Linked DNA regions of Gasterosteus aculeatus: region 2 is linked to region 1. A link is a contact called in public Hi-C data. All regions are on one chromosome and are shown on one strand. The core of a region is the stretch at or near the end of the contact, and the rest is flanking DNA. Distances in the headings are between cores, read along the strand shown. Region 1 holds the start of tmem168a (transmembrane protein 168a). Region 2 overlaps ppp1r3aa (protein phosphatase 1, regulatory subunit 3Aa).

The links. A called contact is a pair of places that touch in the nucleus more often than the background predicts.
Region 2: a Hi-C map of whole body shows a contact between it and region 1, with 4 times the contacts expected there. The contact joins the enhancer-like site here to the promoter of tmem168a in region 1. A contact is called at or near these places in 2 of 6 Hi-C or Micro-C datasets (skeletal muscle and whole body).

What each region holds. Positions count from the first base shown.
Region 1 is chr4:28,336,919-28,341,640 of fGasAcu3.hap1.1, reverse strand. It overlaps tmem168a (transmembrane protein 168a), which reads left to right and starts at 2,102. Exons shown (of 6, transcript XM_040174092.2): 1 at 2,102-2,345; 2 at 2,907-3,863; 3 at 4,035-4,310. The coding sequence starts at 3,027.
Region 2 is chr4:28,412,991-28,417,712 of fGasAcu3.hap1.1, reverse strand. It overlaps ppp1r3aa (protein phosphatase 1, regulatory subunit 3Aa), which reads left to right. Exons shown (of 4, transcript XM_040173977.2): 4 at 1-959. Among protein-coding and RNA genes, the nearest start is that of LOC144406266, 6.8 kb to the right of the region's middle. Within about 2 kb of position 2,357, at least 6 of the 9 cell types and tissues checked have open chromatin away from gene starts, as enhancers often do.

The DNA of each region.
Region 1 (4,722 bases), core at 853-3,352:
GAACGTCATTTTGGAGGAGACAGGGTCGCCTTCCTCTAATAGCTCATTATACCGGGCCTGCACACACCCCACAGTTTTGGCAAATTAATTGAAAAACTGCATTCCTTGATTATGCATGAATGTTAAAGCCCTAATTGAATAAATGTGGTCCCCTCTTCCGTGTATTACTTATCTTGTTCTTTTTATAAATGGATGAAGGAAGGAATTAGGAGAGGCTCTAATGACCTCTTGGTGCACTAATAGCAGCTACCTTCTTCTACATATACGATGCAACTGACTTGCACTTTATCTCTCCAAATACACACACACACACTGTGGTTCATGTCTTTTGTTGTTTAAGTTATGTTATGTTTTTACGTTCCTGGAGTCTCTTTACATGACCAATAGTATTTTTTGTGGTCTTGGGAATCAAATGGACTACATTTCCAGGTTACCAACAGGCATTACTGCAGTAGGCTACTCTATAAAAGTAATTGTAAAAGAGATTGGATGAGGTTCAATCAATCTGCTCCACTCTTGCTCTCTTTTAAAGAGTTTCACACTGCATGAAGGCTTCTGTAGTTGCAACACAAAGCCTTGGAGAAAACTATTGTTGGCCAGTTGGTGCGCAATATTACAGCACAAATATTCAGTATGGCAACAGATTTAACCATTTTCTACGAGCAGTAATAAACTGAGAGCAGCTGCTCATGGTGGCCATTTTCAACACGTCACACAGCTTTAACTGCTAAAACTAATCAGGATGCCATTCCATTTAGTGTGTCAGAGTCACCCCACTGAGCCAGCAGCACATTACCTGGCCCTGGTAATGTTGGAAATGGAACAGGGCCATAATTTATGTTATAAATCACACGTGTGAAGAAAGGAGTTTCTGTCTGTCGAAATAAACTCTTTTAGTTTTGTGAGCATAATCCAGCAAAGATCCACTCTTCATAAGGGATTTAAGTTAATGTTTCTGGCTGAAATCATCAATGGTCAGGCTCGGAGCTCATTCAAAAGAAAAAATTCAGTCAATTCAAACAAATGTGTCTCTATTGATCTGTATTTTAATAAAAGTCAACGTTTTGGTATCAATGACGTAGATATATCTATATCGAAAAGGGGGCTGTGTGCACAAGCAGTTGAGGAGGCTAAACCACTGTGTGTTCCCAGCTGTGCCTTATGTCAACATCTGATCAAAGCAGCAGAGACACACAAACACACACACACTAAAAACATCACAAGCATAAAAAGGCACACAGATGGATGCCATGGGTTGCTTTAGTGTACCCCTCAGGGTACTGAGTAAGTCTGCTCCTTGATGGTCTCCTGATCGTTACAAATAATCCCATTGAATCAGTAGAAAATCCTAAATAAACCTTTTAACTGGCTTCTCCTCAGTAATGCAGGAAATGGGCTTCTTATCCTAGAGGCCAATGGGTTTATCTTGGTCTACAAAGCCGATGATACAGACTTTTGGGTTGCGACAAGTTGCATAGATTTTTCATTGCTTTGAATAGTCAGAACTACACAGTCAATAGCAATGTATTCTTTTGGTGAATAGTGTGTTTCTGCCATGAGATTTAATAATAATGAATTCAAGCTAGTGACAGCGTTTAAAAAGAAGCTCTGAACATGCATCAAGAAGCATCCAAATGCTGTCTGTTGATTATTGCTACAGTACATTCGGATTCTAGTATTGCTATTCTGTAACGCTGAGGACACTTTAGTTGACGCCTCATTATTGTGTATGTAGTTCCACCTGTTGGTTTCCTGCAATGGTAATGGACAGTAGCTATAACCTTGTTTGAAGATATGGTCTAATAATACTTGAACCTGCCTATATAATATCAAAATGATTTAATGTTTCCTGTAAATAACCTATTACCACAGTTTTAACGACGCAAATTAGCACTGCAAGTTATCACAGTATGATTCCCCAGAATGAATAAAAAGCGGCACTTTATTCTCACATTTTCCACAAACTCTGATACCTTATTGTAAAATATTTCAACAAGCCGTTTTGATTATTGCTGTTTGTATTTCATTATTTCTGTTCGCCTACATTCTCCACATTCCATCCAGGACTTGTTTTTTTCACACGTAAAAAAAAAAACAAAGCAGGATATTAAAAAAGAAAGTGAAAGAAATAAGACTTTTCTCTGCGTCCCTGTTTGCAAAAGGTAACGCCTTTTCCGTGCCTGTGATGTCAAGTTAAGCTTTCAGTGATTGGTGAACTACAGATGTAAATTCAAAAGTATATCGGTAATCCCCCCGCCCGAAATGCGAACCTCGGGTGTTTTGATCCTTGCGAGATACCGTACTTTACAACCCGGAAGCTACGCTGCTGTCATCTAAACAAACATGTAAGTAACGTTTTTGACAATAAAGAATTTACGTAACCGTTTTTTAACATTACTTACTGTGACGTTTGAGCGAGTGTCGCTATTTTCCCTCGTTCACAGTCGAAGAAACGGCAGTAAAACGTTAAGCAGCGAGTTGGTAAACTAGGTAACGATTAGAAAGCAGGGAAGCTATAAAAGTTAGCAAACCTCCCTGCTGCAGTGCCACATCGTCACAAGCTCTCAGCTGGGCCTCATTCCTTGTTTCCTTTGGTTGAGAGACGTTAAAAGCCATTTTACGAGATAATCTGTCCTGTTTATTGTTGTCTTAACAATTAACGTTAACAATATTAATCACTATGCATTTCATCAAATCGCACTGTAGTTTATTTTCAGTCATTGTATGTCCTGTTGAGGCGTTTAATGAGGTCAAGAATATGTAAACTTAAATGATCAAGATGTAAATGATGTACACCATTTCATCTGGGCGTGAGTAGCTATAAGGTGCATCTGTTTGATTGCCCGACATTTGGATTACACGCTATTTAGTGACTCAACTAACTCTGCTTTTTGAATGGTTCACAGGGGCTGATCTTGGTGAATGTCATCAACGGGCGTAGTCCTCCATACGCAAATACGTGCAAGTCATCAGAAGGTCACTGGAAGAAATTGGCTGTATTTGGTTAAGCGTTTTTGAACGCCGCCATGGCTCCGGGGGAAGACGAAGAGGAGCTGTCAGCAGTCGACGAGCCCAAGGAGGTGGACGTGTTTACATCCGTGCGTTGCCTGGGTTACCTGTCCAGTGTCAACCTCCTTGTGGCGGTATGCGTTGGCATGTACGTGCGCTGGGAGGTGACGAGCGAACCAATGATTCTGGTCATCTTCATCCTCGGCCTCTTCGTCCTGGGGATTGCCTGCATCCTCCATTACTACTTCGCTATGGAGAAAGCCAGCCTCAGCTTGTTCCATCTGTGGTTTGGCTTCTTGCTCGGCCTTCTCTGCTTCCTCAACAGCTCCAGCTTGAATTTGAACGTCAAGGAACTGGTGGCCAACTATCTCCTGTTGGCCAGCGCGATCATGAAAACAATGTGGGCTCTAACCGAGCGAATATGCAGCTCCGTCCGTTACAAACCCACCTTGCTCACGTCAACTGAGCTACTCGAGCTCCTGGGATTTGGCATTGCCAGCACCGCCATGCTTCTCCACAACTCGGTAGCCATCATAGGTTTGGTTGTGGCCCTGGGGGCTCTCATCGTGGACCTGAGGATGAAATCCCTCCTGGCTTTGCCGAACCTGGTCAGTTTCGCCTTGGTCACGTCTCTCGTTTTCTTCCAGGCCTTGGGCATCACGGCCAACCCGTACGCTTTAGGCTGCTACCTGGGCAGACTACTGTGTGAGCCTGTGTTGGACATGTACTTCAGTGTGCTGGGGCCCACGGAGCGCTGGGTACCAGTGCTCTCCCTCGGGAGGATCTGGAGGAGGCTGTCCCTGCTGCCGCTGAGTCTGACTGAGCTCGCCTTCTTCGTCCTGGCTGCCTTAAAGGTACACTCGGACTTTGGCAAAAAATGATATTTCCACGATGTGATTGTGTAGAGCTTTCGTGGGACGCAATCATTTTGTTCAATTTTTAATCAGTCATGCTTTAGTATTTGAGTGATTTGTGTTTTTGCATTTGTCAGTTTGAAGTGTTTCACACTTTTGTCTCCCTTTTAGCTCGGCCACTTGGAGCTCTGGTATCTGGTGATTCCAGGCTTCTGTTTGTTTGGCCTTTTCTGGTTCATCTGCCACACCATTCTGCTGATGACAATTTGGGGCTTCCACACAAAGTTGAGCGAGTGTCAGAAGGCCTGGCAGGCTCAGCGGTCCAGAAGCCGGAGTCTCAATCAAGTCATGGCCTCCAGGGGCATCCGCCACTTCTGCCTCATTTCAGAGCGGCTGGTGTTCTTTACTTTGCTGTCGACAGTCATACTGGGAGCCGTGTCCTGGCAGGTAGGAGACACAAGGGAAAATACTTCTAATTTAACTCCTGAACATGAATAGTACAATAGTTACAGGAAAGTGTGTAAAGCATCTAAAGATACAACAGAAATCTATTTTGGTCACCGCTCTACTCTTGTTTTTATGCCTCATTCTAAAAAAAAACTTTTCATAGAACAACTCATAGATCATGGTTAGGGTCCTGTTTTCTTTCTCTCCCAGCCATAGCACTCTAATGAGTTTCATGACAACATCTCTATAAACATATAATTTACCCCATGTTATAAAGAGAGATGCTGGCAGCACTGTGTGGTTAGTAGATGCTCCCCAAGCTGAGGCACTTCTGCTCTCATGCAGAACCAATTTAATTAGCACTTTAATATCCCTATCTACTTGAATAAAGAGCAGCAATAACATATTTAGC
Region 2 (4,722 bases), core at 1,108-3,607, 76 kb before region 1:
ACAGGGAGGGAGCGCTGTCGGAAAAAGCCGCTGCGGGTAGAATTTTCCAACATCAGTGCATCACTCACCATCATGCATTCTATTTATTCGGGCCGGTGTGCCATTGTGAAAATGATTGGAAGCTACAGAAATGGATGCAATCAAACAAAATTATACCCCACAGCATTAGATGTGTGTTTGGTTGTGTGTTTTTCGGTTTGGGTGTTTCTTTGGGTGCAGTGGTTCCCAGCATTTTTTAACTAAACCAAGCAATTCCTGCTCGTGACCGATTGTTACTTGTTGCAAGTCTACAGATTATTGCCAGTTCATCCAAAACATGATTTAGAAAAACACAATTTGATGTAGTAGAAATTATTTTTACTATCATGTACATCTTGTCCCTTTGAATATTACTTGTGACCATGATGGTGGTCCCAACCAATCAACAAGGAAACTTTTCTTTTTAAAGCTTGATTATTAATTTAATAATAATAATTAATGAATAGATGTACTTTCTGTTGAATGTGTACTTCATGCTGATTTGTTTTCACAATTGTGTGTATAATATGTGTGTATATTTGCAGTGTTTTATGGGCACAATATCACTTTACAATGCACCAAATGGAAATAAGTAAGTATGTGTTTGATTATTATACACAAAGGGTGTCTGCAATAGTTGGGCATCAGATATTTGATGTTTATCTTTCCGTGCTTTTCTTCATTAAATGAAAAAAAAAACATTTCCTTTTCTTTTTTTCAACTTTTAAAAAAAACTTGCGTACTCATTTTACTTCAATACTTCGTATTTATACTGCATACCATTCATTTTTCACAACTATAGATTTCTTCCATTCACCCATTTTTTTTAAATAACTCAATAGTTCTGCTCAAAGGTCATTATTACCATATTCAAACTGTAACCTTAATCCTAAATCCTTCACTGCAGATTGGAAACAAGGAATAAAATTCTTCATGACGCAGATGAATGCTCGGGTCAGCATGTGTTGCCTGGTGGTGTGTTTGGAGAAGGCTATGATCCCAGTTGGCAGTCGTTCACATACTGAGTATTGTCGACCACAGGCTCCTTCAGTATCACTAATAAAGTAGGTCAGTGAGACACTGACTTTGAGACGTGACACATCACAGACTGGAGGAACTTCGCAGTTCTTCGTTTCAAGGAACTTCGGTAGCATTAAGAAAAAGGTCAGATGTGTGATCTTTGATTCATTTAAGCTTCAGTAGAAATACACGTTGAGTATCAGATAAATCTACTCTTTGAGCTTCAGCAGGCTGTCCTTAAGGTGAAAACCAGGCCCCCATCGCCGCCTGCGTCTCTAAGGAGCCGTTTATCGTTTCCATTTCAGTGCCTGCTGACAGGAGCTGGTGTAAGTGAAATTAACATAGTCCATTACATCCCTGCTCATGTGACTTACTAAATGCACTATATAACGGGCTTAACAACACAATAGGATCAATTTCAGGCTTACATCCACTGCTTTTACCAGATGCCTTTCCAAATAGATGCATGGCCTTTGGATAACACTTCATGGGAACTGTTATATGACAGCATGATGTCCGTATTGCAACATAGAATAACCACAAGCAAGTGCAACAAGTGTAAATAGGAAGAAGTGAATTAATTCGCTGTATTGAGGATTTATGGAAATGTAAAATAATTGTAATTAATAGAGTTATTATCCAAATATGTTTTAAGGGACACAGGGCCTTTCAACTATGATACTGATATGAACTGTTTGATATGCACTTTTTATGACAATTCAATTTTTTATATATACATCCACACTGTTACATACAGCGCCGGTTCATTGTGAAGTAATTTTTGTTATTAGTATCCCTCTGTTAGAATAATCGAAACTGACCTTCCTATATCATATGCATCCATATGTGTCCGTGGGTGTTTTGATGTGTCTGTCAGTTGTGCGTGTAACTCCGTATGTACATATGCGTCCAACCTGAATACACTGATGGCAAAACCCCGCTGACAAAGTATCTGCACGATGATGGCTACATTCCAAATGGTAGCCACGGACAACCCTACAACAAGAAAACAAATAATCAAAACATAACCGAAATATGTTTTGGGCTAATTTCAGCTACATGGATTTTAGATTCTCGCGCACTTCACAGCTAATAATGTCCTCACACTTCATCTCAACTCTCATTCTGGTACTATATTTACACAGGTGCTTCAGTGCTGTTGTGTCACTCTACATATTATCTGCTTATCAAACGCCTGCAGATAAGTCTCCCCATGTGACACCGTGTGCGGTAAATTGGCGTTCTGAGTGACACTGCGCCTCAGCAGAAGTTACTTGATCCCGCCTGGGGTATGTTGACCTTTTGTAAGCTGGCACCAATCCCACGCTGGCACCTTTTAGCGAGCTGGCCAAGAGCCAGCGTTGGCACCGGTGAAGGCCGCGCTGCTCTTTGCAGGGCACTGCTTGGAGAATGCAGTGCACGCCGGGCCCAGCGTCTGCAGCGTGAGAGGAGACAAAAAAAAGTAGCAATGACAGGAAGAAGGTAAAGAAAACAGGAAGGAATGTCAACCAGCTGGGGTCAGCCTGGGGTGCGAGGCTACTTATTGACTAAATCACATGCAAACAGGTACGAACAGAATCAGGTAGAGGGAGAAGGCTGCGCATGTATGAATCTATACCAAGAAGAAAAGCTCAAAATGACTTATTTATTTGCCTTTTCTTGAACATTCTGTGAAAGCTGTTGATTTCTTTTAAGAAAGGACATCTGTCTCACACTTCACTCACTCTTTTAAGATACTTTTAAAAGAAAATGAAAGCTACAACTCAAGGCTTTTTTATTTGCTACTTTCTTGCAATAGCTTTTACCCGTTTGTGTGAGGTCATTGAGGAGGCAGGGGACGACACGGTTTGTGAACACTGTGGACCCGTACCTTGTGATACCGAGGGCCTATCATCATACATTGATGCTCCCCTCATTCTCATATTACCGTGTGCGCACAGGATCGTGTTGGCATGTGTCTCTGTATACGTGCGTATGCAGGCAAACTATAATAAGGGTCGCGCCATCATGTGAGAGATATTCTCAGGAGAGCATTCCAATATCAGTATTCAACACAGGCTTCCTGTGGTCCGATATCTCTTTGATGCCTCAAGAGAGAGAGATAATAAAGTTAGTCCCAACAGTTGTCTTGGGATAATATGGGGAATTTAATTCCATAACAAAGAAAACATTAGGAAGAAAGGAAGCAAGGAAGGAAACATGTTAGCCTTAAAGCTACCTGCAATAGAAACGGCATAAAAAAATAGTAGAAATGGCATAAAAAGATACTGAGATACTGAGGTTATTGCTTTGTATAGGTGTACGCCAAAGGATTACAGGTTATTTATTTATTTTTTCATGAAAACTTTTCTGCAATGCTCCATCTCTTCCAGCAGGTAGCAATGTAGCTCCACTTTTCAAACAAAAATCACGGCTAACTGTCATAACACAGGAATCACACACAGCCATAATAGTAACCTTGGGTGTATTGTTTTTTGTATGACGAATAGTCAAACACAAGAAAGCGACAAACACATGACAATGAGATTATGTATTTATTTTTTTAAAGCCCTGTGGACGAAATCCGTGTGCAGTGAAGTGCACTGGCGGGGACAGGAGGGTGCACGAGGACACGCGAGGCGAGTGGATGAGAGCGCAGAATGAGGCAGGAGGAGGAGGGCGGCACGGGGCCACTCTGGCTGACAGGCTGCAGACTAGACAGACTGCACCGTCCACACCCCCCCCCCGCCCAGACTATGGAGACACTTCTTCTTCACCCATCTCCACGTTGGGCCTTCGCAGCCTCTCTGCCGATCCCTCAAACCTTCAAACTTGCCTGCTTCCTCCCTCCAATCGCCAACAACTCCCCATGCCCCCTCCTCTCTTTACCCCCTGCCTCCATCTCTATACTCCATAGTAACTCCACATTCCCAGATGTCCACTGGCTCCCGCATTACTGAGACAGCCAGGCTTTCTGCTGCTGTCACTTGGTAGCTGTGTGCGCGTGGGACACCGTCACCTCCCGTTCCTCACTGATTCAATGCCGTAAGATCCATCTGAGAAGAAGAAGGCAGATCCATCTGAGAAGAAGAAGGCAGTGGAGTGGTGTCATAAGGCCAAATTATTTTTTCCCTAGACACAATGTTTCTTTACGTGGTTGTTTTCACATACTAGCAACCCATGTAGTTTTTAGTGTTTTAGGCTGTTACTTTTATCAAAATATGGCCATATTTTATTTTTGAAAAAGGTCTTTGCAGTATAGACATATTACACTTTGAGAAAACACATTCCACGGTGTTGTGCTTTCATGGCTATGCTTTTCACATGTTTCACGGAGCTTACTTCACATGAGATGACGGTACCGTTTGTCATCTTGAGGGCTGTCGGCTGGGTTTGTTTCACCATGAGGAGGTGTGAGAAAAGAATGAGGAGGAAGACGAGGAGAGGAGGAGGAGGTTCAGATATTTCTCTCATGAGAAATGCTTCGTAACTGTATGCATGAGCTTATGTCCCGGCTTGGCACCAAACTTGAGTGCAATGGTGAATCTTTTCGCACCCAGCACCAATTTGAATGAGAAGAAAGCAAAAAAAAATGGAGGTAAACCTTAAACAGGCTAAAATACTCTCATCCCTAATGACATCACAGGTCCTGGATGAAGAGGGACTTGTAAAAATGGGCTATCTAGAGTGAATCACGATGAGCTG